Linked DNA regions of Rattus norvegicus: region 1 is linked to region 2. Evidence: chromatin contacts called from public Hi-C data. All regions are on one chromosome and are shown on one strand. Each heading gives the region's core, a stretch centred on a gene start, on an enhancer-like site or on the middle of the called end of the contact. The rest is flanking DNA. Distances are from core to core; before and after follow the strand shown. Region 1 overlaps Macf1 (microtubule-actin crosslinking factor 1). Region 2 overlaps Macf1 (microtubule-actin crosslinking factor 1).

The links. A called contact is a pair of places that touch in the nucleus more often than the background predicts.
Region 1: a Hi-C map of liver shows a contact between it and region 2, with 3 times the contacts expected there. The contact joins two enhancer-like sites. A contact is called at or near these places in 11 of 12 Hi-C or Micro-C datasets (the A7r5 cell line, the Rat2 cell line, frontal cortex and 6 more) and 1 of 1 datasets of contacts at active chromatin or transcription factors (oligodendrocytes).

What each region holds. Positions count from the first base shown.
Region 1 is chr5:141,209,186-141,215,581 of GRCr8, reverse strand. The region is part of intron 2 of Macf1 (microtubule-actin crosslinking factor 1); the gene reads left to right. Among named protein-coding and RNA genes, the nearest start is that of Macf1, 22 kb to the left of the region's middle. Within about 2 kb of position 3,996, at least 64 of the 93 cell types and tissues checked have an H3K27ac peak or open chromatin away from gene starts, as enhancers often do. A contact at or near this core is called in liver, where this site is marked.
Region 2 is chr5:141,091,616-141,097,499 of GRCr8, reverse strand. It overlaps Macf1 (microtubule-actin crosslinking factor 1), which reads left to right. Exons shown (of 99, transcript NM_001135758.3): 4 at 5,031-5,120. Among named protein-coding and RNA genes, the nearest start is that of Macf1l1, 120 kb to the right of the region's middle. Within about 2 kb of position 1,824, at least 9 of the 93 cell types and tissues checked have an H3K27ac peak or open chromatin away from gene starts, as enhancers often do. A contact at or near this core is called in liver, where this site is marked.

The DNA.
Region 1 (6,396 bases), core at 2,747-5,246, 120 kb before region 2:
GGTGGCACAGGCTTATAGTCTCAAGTACTCAGGAGGCTTGTAATTAAATTATCCTTACTGTAAAAGTAAACGAAGAGGCTAGTAAAGGAGAATTGCAAGTTCAAAGCTTGCCTGGGCAATTTAGAGAGATATTGTCCCACAATAAAAGGAGGCTGGGTATGTTATCAAATGCCTTTAATACCAGTACCCAGGAGTCAGAGGCCGGTGGATATCTGTGAGTTCCAGGACAGCCAGGGCTGAAAAACAAACAAACAAACAAACAAACAAACAAACAAACAAAACAAATAAATTAAAACAAATGTAAAAGGAGGGGATACAGAAATGGCTCAGCAGTTAAGAGAACTTAAGAGTGCTTACAAAAGGGTTGGCGATTTAGTTCAGTGGTAGAGCGCTTGCCTAGCAAGCGCAAGGCCCTGGGTTCGGTCCCCAGCTCTGGGAAAAAGAAAAAAAAAAAAGAAAAAAAAAAAAGATTAAGAGCACTGACTGCTCTTCCAGAGGTCCTGAGTTCAATTCCCAGCAACCACATGGTGGCTCACAACCATCTGTAATGGGATTTGACACCCTCTTCTGGTCTGAAGACAGCGACAGTGTACTCATATACATTAAATAAATAAATCTCTTTAAAAAAAAAAAAGAGTGCTTACAAAGGACAGGAGAGAGGTTTCTAATATACAAGAGGGCCTCCTGGCTACTGCCTATAATTCTTTCTCCAGGGGATCTGTCACTTTCTTGTGGCCTCTGCAGGCATCCACACTGATGTGTCTCACACGCACACACGCACACGCACGCTCGCACGCACCCTTAAACATATATAAAAGAGGGCTGGAGGTAGTGCTCAGTTATAGAGTGCTTACTGCTGAACACAGGAAATTGCTGAAGGCTTTAGAATTTCCAAGAGTAGAAGTGAGTCATGCTAAAGGAGAGAAACAATGGAGGGCATAGTTTTGGGAGAAAAACCAGGTGGAAAGGCTCCGAGATAAGAGAAGCATATTTGAGTATTGAAAAATGTGTTGAGGCTTTTGGGGGAGGGGCACTTGGCTAGAAAGGGAGGATTCTGAGTTATTTCCTTGCATTACTCACATCTACCACTAGATGTCCTCCTAAGTCCGTCCTGCTCTCTGATTCTTCCAAGGCAACCAACCTCTTTAGAAATTCAACAGCAGGCCCACAAAAACCTCAGAGCTAATGGATTGTACGGTTTGGCTATAAACTTAAGGTTCTTGCTTGGAAAAACAAAAGTAAAACAAAAACAAAAATTGCACTTTGGTAGGCATTCTTCCCCCCACCCCCAAGCTTTGTTCCCTCTAGCCTAGTAAAAATGTCTCTGTATGAACCAGGAACATCGGCCAAACACGTGGACTTCCCTTTCCCATTCATTAGAAGAATGCCTCACTTCAAACTCTCAGGAGAGCATTTAAATGCAAATTTCATCAAGAAAGCAACTAGGGTTGGAGGGAGGCACTCTAGCCACAGTGCAAACCCGAGCCTCTTCCTAATTACCAGGTTTCTTTTCTTTTCTTCCTTTTTGAGGCTGGGTGTCACCATATATAAATATAAGTTTAGACTGCCCTCAAATTTACAGTTCTCTTGCCTCAGCCTTCCGAATGCCTGGTTACTGGTTTGTTGGAAGCTCTCCTGTGTTGCTTTTTCCTTCTTGCTGAAGGTGGGGGGTAGGGTTAAGTGGGAGGACAAGGTCTCACTGTGTAGCCTTGTCACAGTGTAGACCAGGTTGGCCTCTCACTGACTGATGCTCCAACCTCTGCCTCTCGAGTGTGAGGTTCAAAGGCACACGCCACCACCACACCTGGCTTTTTCTTCTTAAGAGGAATCTCAACCTTTTACTTAATCTTCTCTAGCTGCCCAGTTTTCCACAGAACCTGTTCAGCACAGTAGACTATTCCCTCTGCTATTTCCCAAGCTTCGGCAAGTATCAGTCATAATTCTTGAGGAACCTGTTCACAAACTGCCATGTGTAGCCTAGGAGGGGAGGGGGGGTACTTTTCTATTTGATGTGATGAACTGAGGGAGGAGGCGGGTGCTGCTGGTAAAGGGGTGAGGGTGGAGGCCCGTGGATGTGCATTTCATCTAGGCCTCCTTAGCGCTACTGGTATAAAATAGTATAGGAAATGCAGTGACTCAGCACTTACACAGTCAAGGGCTCCAGAACTAGCAATTCTCTATTAGTGTCTGCTGTTTTGAAAAAAGAAAGAAAGAAAGCACTTGCTATCAAGTACCGTACCAACTCCTTTTCACTGTTAAATGCCTTTTACTCTTCAGGAAAAAAAAAATACTGCTAAAGACTTATTCTCTTTGTGTTTCTAGGCTGAACTCATTAGCATCCGACCTCAATCAGTGAACTTGTGTGTGTGTGTGTGTGTGTGTGTGTGTGTGTGTGTGTGTTTAGAACACAGTAAGCCTGGAAAGACATGAGCATTTGCCCCAAGGAATTTCCTTGTCCTCTTTCAGGCCCTCTCTGTACAGAGATTGGGAAGCTCAGCAAAAATTGATGGGAAGAGATATGATTAATTATTTGCTCACCTGCTCTGTGATGTGGAAAGCTATGATTGCATCCATTAGTGAAAAGCATCATTTCATGTAATTAATGTGCTGAGCAATGACTGACCAAATACTTGACATCATTCGAAAGGTACAAAGTTACAGTTCTTGCTCTAGGGTAAGAGGCTCCTTCTTCACTCTGAAGAATGAGAACTGAAATGGAATTCCAAGCGGCCACTTTGGTTGCTCAATGCCATATGCAATCTTCTTCTACTTGCTCATGTGTCTTTGCTGTGACATTTACTAGTCTAAGTTATTACCACAGCCACTTCCCCGTTTCCCGGAAAACAAGTCAACGACGGCTGAGTGGGCCAAAAGTGGGCTAAAAGTATCAGTTTTGTTTGTTTGAGACAGTCTTACTCTGAGGCCCAGACAGACCTTGAACTTGTAGCAATTCTGCTTCGGCCTCTTGAGGGCTAGGACTACAGGTGTGAGCTACCATCTTGGAATTCCTCATTCATTGCTTTTGGTTCTAGTCAACCCATGACTAGTGGGATTGAATGATATACAACTAAATGGAGAACCTGATGACGCTGGGAACCCTTTACAAAATGGTCCTAAATAAATCCCTGCTCGTATTTACGTTTCCCTTTTTTTTTTCCCCCTCCAGGGCTGAGAATAACTGGCTACTGGCTTCCCTCGCGTTGCCCTAACCAGTTTTGCTCCAGAATCCTTCCTTTGTTCCCTGGCAGTCGTGGTGCAGCCTCAGGTTCCCACATTTCTCCCTTTTGATTTAGGTCGCTCGGTTGAGAGGGCTGTCACAGTTTAGTAATCCTATTGGGTCTCTTCCCCCCTGGATTTATGCCCTCCCCCCATGTGCACTCAGAATCCTGTTTTCATCACTCTCTCAGTTGTCATCTCTCAGGCTTTGCTCCTTGGCCTGGTTTACTTTATGGTGATGGCTCTGTCCCCCTCGCTTCCACTTCAGTTTCGTCTGTTTCTGGACAATCCTTTGTTCCCGGGCTTCTTTGTGAGCCCTTCGGCCTCACATATATATCAGTCCTGGCTGGGTCTTGCTCTTGTCTTGGTTCTGGAGCAGTGTGGCCTTGGATGTGAGGCATCTTGGTCTTTTGCTTCTGCCTTCAAGGTTTTCTCTAGGACCTTTTCCCGCAGCCGCACAGGCCCAGCCCGTGGCTCCCTCCTTTGTCCCGGCTGCCGGTGTATGTTAGCGCTGAGTAGGGCTGCGGCCCAGCTTGGGTCGGCCCGGGGGTCTCCCGGCCTCTGCGGCCCGCTCGGCCTCCTGTTCTGACGTGCAGGGGGGCCTCCTGGCGGCGGGCCTCAGGCGTCGGCCGGCCTCTTCCGTGCCCCGCTCCCGCTCGCGGCCCGCCCGGGCGGTGGTCGGCCGCCCTCCCGGCCCAGCAGGCTGCAGTCGCGGGACTGAGGACGCGCCCGGCGGCGGAGGCGGCGGGCTGAGGGGCGGGGAACCGGCCCGGCCTGGCGCTCCTGACAGGAGGCGCCGCCGCCGTCGCGCCGGGGCGGGCTGAGGGAGGAGCGGAGCCGAGGGGTGGGGAGGCGGAAACGCGAGCCGGGACCGGCGGAGCGCGAGCCGGCCGGGTGCGAGCGGTCTGAGGGAGCCGAGAGCGACTGCCGGGCCGAGCGAGACAGACGCAGAGCGGAGAGCGAGAGAGCGAAGGCGCCGCCGCCACAGAACCGCACAAAGGCCGAGGCTGGGGACGCCGCCGCCGCCGCCTCGGCGCGCGGGCCTGGAGCCGGAGCCCCTCGGGGCCCGGGCAGAGCGCGGCGCGGGCAGCCATGGCCGGCTACGTGCCGGGTCAGCAGCCGGCCAACCGCAGCCAGGAGAAGGAGTTCGTGCAGGCATACGAGGATGTGCTGGAGCGCTACAAAGGTGAGGCTGCGGCCGGGCCGGCGCTGGCGGGAGCCGGAGCGGCTCGGCCCGGTGCAGGTGGGGAGGCGGGCGGGGGGCGCGTCCACCGGCGCGGGGCTGGGCCAGGAGCTGCGGCCGCCGGCTTCTGGTAGAGTTGAGATAAGCCTCGGAGCCCCGCTCCCCGGCCGGCGCTCGGCGCTCTCATATCTCCAGTCACACTGTTTGCTCTATTATCTGGCCGGATCCGAAGGAGGAGAGACGTGGAGCTGGCTCGGGAGACCGCCTGCTCTGGGACTCTGGTGGAGGAGGAGTTGGGCTCGAGGGAGACGCTCTCATTCGGTTTCCCGGGGCGAGCTTCCCTGCGGTGGATCTCCGGGGGTCGCCCGCCCGCTTTTGTCTCTTTGACTATCAAGAGTTGTCGAGAGGGAGCCTAGGATGGCGAGCACCCAGGGGGTCGTGGGGGTCGGGTGGGCGGCGTGGCCGGTGAGTGTGCAGATTTCTGTGGGGAGGCCTCCCCACCCCCAGGCCACCCTCCTTAATGTCTGGGCCTGCCTGGTTGAGGCAGGGGTCTAGTTAGCATTATTATTTTTTTTTTCCTCTCAGAAATAAAGATTGGTCTCGGAGCTCGGATTTCAGCCCCTGGAGGCTGTCTTGCGAAGCAGTTCAGCGAGTTAATGTCTAATCTCCGCTGAGTGCACGCAGAGAAAGTTTTGACAGGCCAGCAGGGCTGCGGACTGCCTTTCCTTAACCGCCCCGAGTGGAAGGCAGGGGTGCGTGGCCCTGGAGCCCCAGCTTTGATTTATATTCAGTGTGCTCTGGACTGCACTCTCTTTGGAGATGTTGATTTTCCCAGAAACTTCACAGCCACCCCTCCCCCGCCAAAGCTGGTCTCTAGTGACTAGCCTTGCCTTTCTTTCCATGTGAAGGAGAGAAATCTTCAACCCGTATGACTGACGCCAGCATACTTATTTACCACACCTACCCAGTGAAGGGAAACTAAAGACAAAGCTGTAAGGCCCCCCCTCCGCCTCTCCCCTCCCCCCGCCACTCCCCCTGTCCCCCATTAGAACTCTACTTGGGAGTGCAGCATGGGGGGAAATCAGATGAAATGGTAAAAGACCCACTAGGGATTCTATTTGATTTTTGCTGTATCAGCTCCTGTAAGTTGTCCAGTTTTCCTGCCTGCAGGGAGTTTCTGTCAGCTCCCCCACTTCTCTTAAGAAATGGGGATTATTGCAGTGCACAAAGAGGTTAGGTTGTGCGGCTAAACTTCATTGAAAAACTGCTGCTCGCTGAATGGTTCCATTAAGTTTCCTTTGCAGGCTTTTGCTTTGCACTCCTCCGAGGGAGGATACGCTGGGGCTGTCACTGGCTTTGACTGCTTTCAACCAGTAGAATTAAAACACAAATAGGAAGAAATCTCAGTACCTCCCAGGGTCAAGTTGCTGATGGCTTCTAGCTGAAAGGAAGTTGGGCTCCCTGTTATGGCAAAGAGGAAGTAGGGCTTGTTCCTGGATGGGTTAGCACGGCTCAGACTTTTCAGACATCTCACTCAGTTTGGCTTTACTCTGATGGACTTTGATCCAGTGTGTAGGAATTTGATTCTTCTCAGACACAAGCCTGTTTATTTCTTAAAGACACTTTATTTTTATTTATTTATTTTTAATTTAATTTATTTATTTTTGCCTGAGTTTTTTGCTTACATGTATGGCTGTGTACACCACATGTGTACCTGGTGCTGGAGGAGGTCAGAAGAGGGTGTTGGCTCCCCTGTTGGGACTGCATTTCTGGGTCATTAGGAGTCTCCACATAGTTGTTAGGAATCAAACCTAGGACCTCGCAAGAGCGACAGGTGCTCTTCTTAACTGCTGAGCAGTCTCTCCATTCCTATCCTATCAGTCCTTAAAAACAAAAACCGACTCTGTGGTGGGAGAGATGGCTCAACAGATAAGAGCTTGTGCTTCTCTTGCCGAGGAGCAGGGTCCAGTTCCAAGCAGCAGTGTGGCAGCTTATCA
Region 2 (5,884 bases), core at 575-3,074:
TAAAAATAAGCAAACTGAAAATTTAAACCTCAGCTAATTAAAGTTTGCAACACATATTCTTAACCTCCAAAATTGGCTCTGGCTTCTGCCTTTTGTGTGTGTTCGTGTTGTGGAGGGTGGGGTGGGGGAGCAGTAAGTTTAATTAGAGTTTTCTCAACTTATCAGTGGCTGCTGCTAAGAAAGTATCTTTTCCTCAACAACCATTAACTGCCTGTCAGCCTGAGGAGAAGTGGGACCACTGCATACTTTCCTACCCCCCACCTCACCCCCGCCCCTTAGTGCCAAATTCCTCTCCTATCTAAAGCTCTTGCTGAACTGTGAGGTATGCTATTTTATTTCTTTTATCTTTGCTCTGCTCTCCCTCTGGCTGTTTTGCCTATCAACTTACTATCTTTAAATATTTCCCTGAGTCTCTCATGTAGAATCGATTATCCTTTCCTTTGTGCACCTCCTTGTATTTCTTAGGTACTTCTGTTAGAGTGTTCAGGTGCCTTGTTCTGAATCTTTCTGCTAAAGTGATATTTGGTTTTGTTTTTAGATTGTATCTTTATTTCCATTGCTGCTAGAATGTATTCTGATAAAACAACTTTAGGGGAAAAGGGTTTATGTGGGTACAATTCCAGGTCACAGCCCATCATTGTGGGAGGCCACCACAGGGACTTGAAGCAGTTAGCCACACTGCATCCATAGTTAAGAGCAGAGAAATAAATATACACATGCTTGCTCTTAACCAGTTCAGGGCCAAGCTCAGAGTCTAGCCACATGAGACCATGTGGGTCTTCACATCTCAATTAACCCAATTAAGAAAAATCTCCATAGGCATGCCTGGAGGTCAACCTGTTCTGGGCAGCCCTTGTTGAGACTCTCTTTTCAAGTGAATCTAGGTTGTGTGGAGCTGAGAATTAAATCTAACTATACTGTGTCTTGTTTTTTGTAGTGTCAGGACAAAAAAAGTCAGGTGAGAGATGGGGTGGAGCAAAAACAGCAACCAAAAGATTATTTACTGCTGTAAATTCCATGAGTGGCTACCTGTTATCTCGATTTGATGGTACAGATGGTCTGCCTCTCTGTGAGTTCTTCTCGACCTGTCCAGCTTCATTTCCAGTCTCCTTTATGGAACTTACACTGTAGTCACACCAAGAACTACTGTTCCCTAAAGTCTTTGTACTTTTCTACTGCTCTCTTTGTTCCTCTCCCTAGAAAGCGCACACACCTCAGTCTCCTTTGCCCCTGAGCCACTGCCTACTAACCATTTTTGGCTGAGGCATATAATCGTTCTGATCTGTGTTCCTTGGACTAAATCACTCACAATTTCATCTCTACTGTGTGTCATGTGGAGCAGATGCCTGCATGTTTGCATATCGGCTCCCTCTAGAGATCAAGGCAGTATAATATCACTTTTCCGTAAGCACTGGGACATGAGAGATATCCAATAAATACATGTTACCTTGAGTAAATAATAGTCATAATGCTTTATAGCTTATGGAGTACATTTTACCTGATTTCTTTTTACAAGAACATCCCAAAACCTTGACCTAAATAGTGGAGCTATCTTTTGTGGATTTTAGAATATAATCTTCTCAGTTTTCACTACAAAAGAGGGTGAAATTAGGGAGATGACCTCCCCAAGATCATGCGGTGAGAGAATGAGGTAAGGGACAGTCCTAAATCACATGACCAACACTCCTAGGCCTTTCTACTTAACATGGCCTCCATGCCATTATTAACAGTTGGATGAGCCAAGAGCACTGATCTAAACTGGACTACCAAACTTTGTATTTGGATTCAAATGCTTGGGCCCCGATGCTCCTTTGTGCTGATGGTGCCTGTTGGACCTTTACCTCACTGCTGTGTGATGGCAGGAGGCCTAGGAAAGGGACTCAGAAACACAGCACAGCAGTGTCAGGCATTGGAGGCCAGCCAGAGCTTTGCTTAAACCCTTTCCTATTTTTTATCCTTTTCCAGGCTCTCAGATTTAAAGTTCTAACAGCTCTTTTTCATCTCATAATATTGAGACAGGGAGGGAGGAGAGGAGAGGAGAGGAGAGGAGAGGAGGGGAGGAAGGGAGGAGAGGAGAGGAGACGGGGGGGGGGGGGGAGAGAATATGAGATCCACTGGTAACTAGAATCATTGTATTAAGATTGAATTCTTTGAACTTTGTGGGTTGAAAGTTAGGGGGGGCTGGGGATTTAGCTCAGTGGTAGAGGAGGGGAGGAAGGGAGGAGAGGAGAGGAGACGGGGGGGGGGGGGGGGGAGAGAATATGAGATCCACTGGTAACTAGAATCATTGTATTAAGATTGAATTCTTTGAACTTTGTGGGTTGAAAGTTAGGGGGGGCTGGGGATTTAGCTCAGTGGTAGAGCGCTTACCTAGGAAGCGCAAGGCCCTGGGTTCGGTCCCCAGCTCCCAAAAAAAAAAAAAAAAAAAAGAAAGTTAGGGAGTAAAATTTTGTGAAACTCTGTCAACTTGGCTAAGTACACTCAGATCAATTCTCTGGCCAATAGGCCAGTGTAGGAACAACAGCAAATAAGCTTATCGTTTTAGATTTAGTTAATCTAGAATCTCTTGGGCTCTAGAGTGAGAAAATGAACTCCTTTATTAATTGTAAGCAGGACTGATCCAGTGGTAGAAGACATTTGTTAGGAATATAAGCATCTAAAATGTATAAACAGCCTAACTTAAAGGTCAAGCCCACAAACATAAACCCCGTTCTTTGTGCAAGAATCATCAAAAAAGGAAAATCTGGCTGTGTTTAAATTTTATCAATGTTGACAATAGGAAGATTGTGTCTAAATTCTTGTAACTTATAAGATAGATATTCCCAAAGAGACTCCCAAGAAAACAATGGGATGCTGGGCATGGTATGCCATATCTACAAAACCAGCACTCAGGTTGGGAGGATTGCTGTGAGTTCAAGACTAGCCTGGGTTATAAAGAAGTCTCTGTCTTAAAACAAAAAGGATGTGATTATGTTTCCTCAGATAAATTATTTTATTTATCTTCCAGTAAAACGAACCAATTTAAGCCAAATCTAACCCCCTCCCCCCTTGGTTAATTGGGAAGCTGTTCTCAGTTGGGTGAACTCACTGACCCCAAGGAAGCAAGGGAAATTGCCAGGGGAGGGAGAAGACATAGAGAAAAAGCCTAGAGGGAGAAGGAAAAGGAGGGGAAGAGGAGGAGATGATGTTGACAACACTGACAGAGAAAAGAGGGGGACCAGAATGTCAGATTTACGTAGGGTGGGGAAGAGCCTCTGGGGGAAGGGCAGCCTAGCTCCTGGGCTGGAAAGTTCAGAGTTGAGGGTGGGGTATGTCAGGTAGGGACCTAGGGGTACTGGGAGAACCTGGGCACCAGGTCTGCTTGGGTATGTAAAATATGCACCTTGGCCACTTGGCCCAAGTCTGAAACCCAACAGATAGAATGATTCTTTTCATTTTTATTCATGTGTACAGTCTAGAAGCCACAGACCTTGGAATTTTAGTAAGAATTCCAGTTATATCAGTATATATTTCCACTGTCATTTCCAGTTCTCCCCTTTTCTTTCCTCTTTCCTGCCCCCTCCTTCCTCTCCCCTCTCTTTTCCTTCTTGTTCTATGGTTTTTGAGGCAGAATCTCACTCAAGCCCAGGTGGCCTCAAACGTACCTGCTTGCTATTTCATTCTTTCAAGTGCTGAGATTCCCAGTGTGGAATGCCACATCCGACCTCCCTGCCTAACTGAGGAGCCATTTGAATATAGGGTAACTAAGGGTTGCCTGCACTGCTTGAAAGGTGGCTCCTGCTCAGGCTACTTGAGAAGAGGATCCACTACTCTCCAAATGGTGTAGGGATTTTCACACTCTTCCCCCTTCCCATCTGACTTGGCCTTAACTGTAGATTCTCCACTTCTAAGCTTAAAACTTGTCTGTTAGGGGCTGGAGAGATGGCTCAGCGGTTAAGAGCACCGACTGCTCTTCCAGAGGTCATGAGTTCAATCCCCAGCAACCACATGGTGGCTCACAACCATCTGTAAAGAGACCCGATGCCCTCTTCTGGTGTATCTGAAGACAGCTACAGTGTACTTATATATAATAAATGAATAAATCTTAAAAAAATAAAATATTTAAAAAAAAACTTGTCTGTTAAAAGTGGTAAAGCAACCTTTTGTGGATTTTCCTCTACCACCGCCGCCGCCACCACCACCACCACCACCACCACCACCACCACCACCACCACCACCACCACCACCACCACCACCACCACCACCGTCCAGTAGCTTAGACTACAAGATACGTTCCTCTGATTGAGCACATCCTCTGAGTCCAGAGACGGAGAGGTCACTCTCCTCACTCTCTGGCTTCAGTAGATTTTCCTGGACTCTACTTCTGTGCCTTCTGTTGAGCACAAGTCTTTCTGGGTAAAGGTTAGCTGTTACCTGTTTTTTAGTGTGTTAGACTTTGTCTTAGAGACAATTGCATCTAATTACTCACTATGGACTCCCCTCCTGCACTCTAGAAACCCACTAATTCAGAAATCTATCTGGGGTTACCAGGCTGCCTCACTCCCACTTGTCCTGTATTTGTATGTAAGTTTGGTTCCCTTGGCCCTGTGCTTTTATTGCACTGAGATTGAACCCCATGGCGTGCACATGATACACAGGTACTAACAGGTACAACATCCTTTACCTATCTTTTCAAAAACGGATATAAGAATATCCATCTTAGCCCTCCACCAATCACATTTTACTCCACAGTCATTCTTGAAATGTTTTCTGGATGGATGAGTCTCCGTCTCCTTTTCTAGACTTTCTAGAATATTGCCCAGTGTTTAGTATATGATCAATCTGGCTTTAGCTTAGGAAGCACATATGGTGGGATAAAAACACTATTATTCCATATGGATTTTACTCGAACATGAAAATTCCTGAGTTTTATGATTGCTTCTTGATTCACATTTTTTAATTTATAGGTTTTTCTAGAACCAGACATTCTTTGGAGGTGATCAAATGATTCTAGACCAGGTAATGACTGGCTTGTCATACTCTCCTTACAGGTCCGCAAGCACATCAATGATCTCTATGAAGACCTTCGGGATGGACACAACCTGATCTCTCTGTTAGAGGTCCTCTCGGGCATCAAACTGGTGAGCTTCTTCCTTCTAAGAAGGCTGTGTGGGGCAGCAGCCCTCGGTGCTTGCTCCATTGGGAGGGAGAAGTAGAAGAGTTATTGATACACTTTATTCCTAACTCAGGCATATTGCTTAAGGTGACATCATCTCAATTTATACATTATGTATTGTCATATGAGGCCTCTGTACCCCAAGCCCTAAGGATTTAACCTGAAACCTCACACCTGTTAGAAGGCACTGTATAATTATGTCTCCAGTTTTAGGTATCATGTCTTAATAAAATCGGAAATTGACTCCTTCTTAGTCATTTCTCATCTCTTTCTAGATACTGACCTTTCAGGAACATTATATTCCTATTTAAAGGTTTTTTTTTTTTTAATAAATTGCATTTTTCTTCCTATAGGTTTTTTTTTCTTTTAGTTTGTACAGACTCCCCTTTTCTCTATTATGTTTTTGTCTTTTTCTTCTAATTTTCTGTGTTTAACTAAGAATTTGAAATTTAATTTAAGAACCCAGGTGTTTGGAGTTTCTCCTACTTTCCTCCATGATTTGTTGAGTCTCACAGATATGGAAAAGTGCTAAAGCTGGACCTGAGCATGTCCTCATAAAGAAGGTCATATGGGCTTCTTAGATAATTAAATATGCTGGCCTTGTCCCAGTGCTTGGAGGGGAGGCAGAGGATGGGGACACTTTAATGTAGGGAATGCTGCTGAGCCTCCTGAGCTGTCAGACTAGCTCTCACACTTGCATTGTTTAAGGGATTAAAATTACATTCCTTT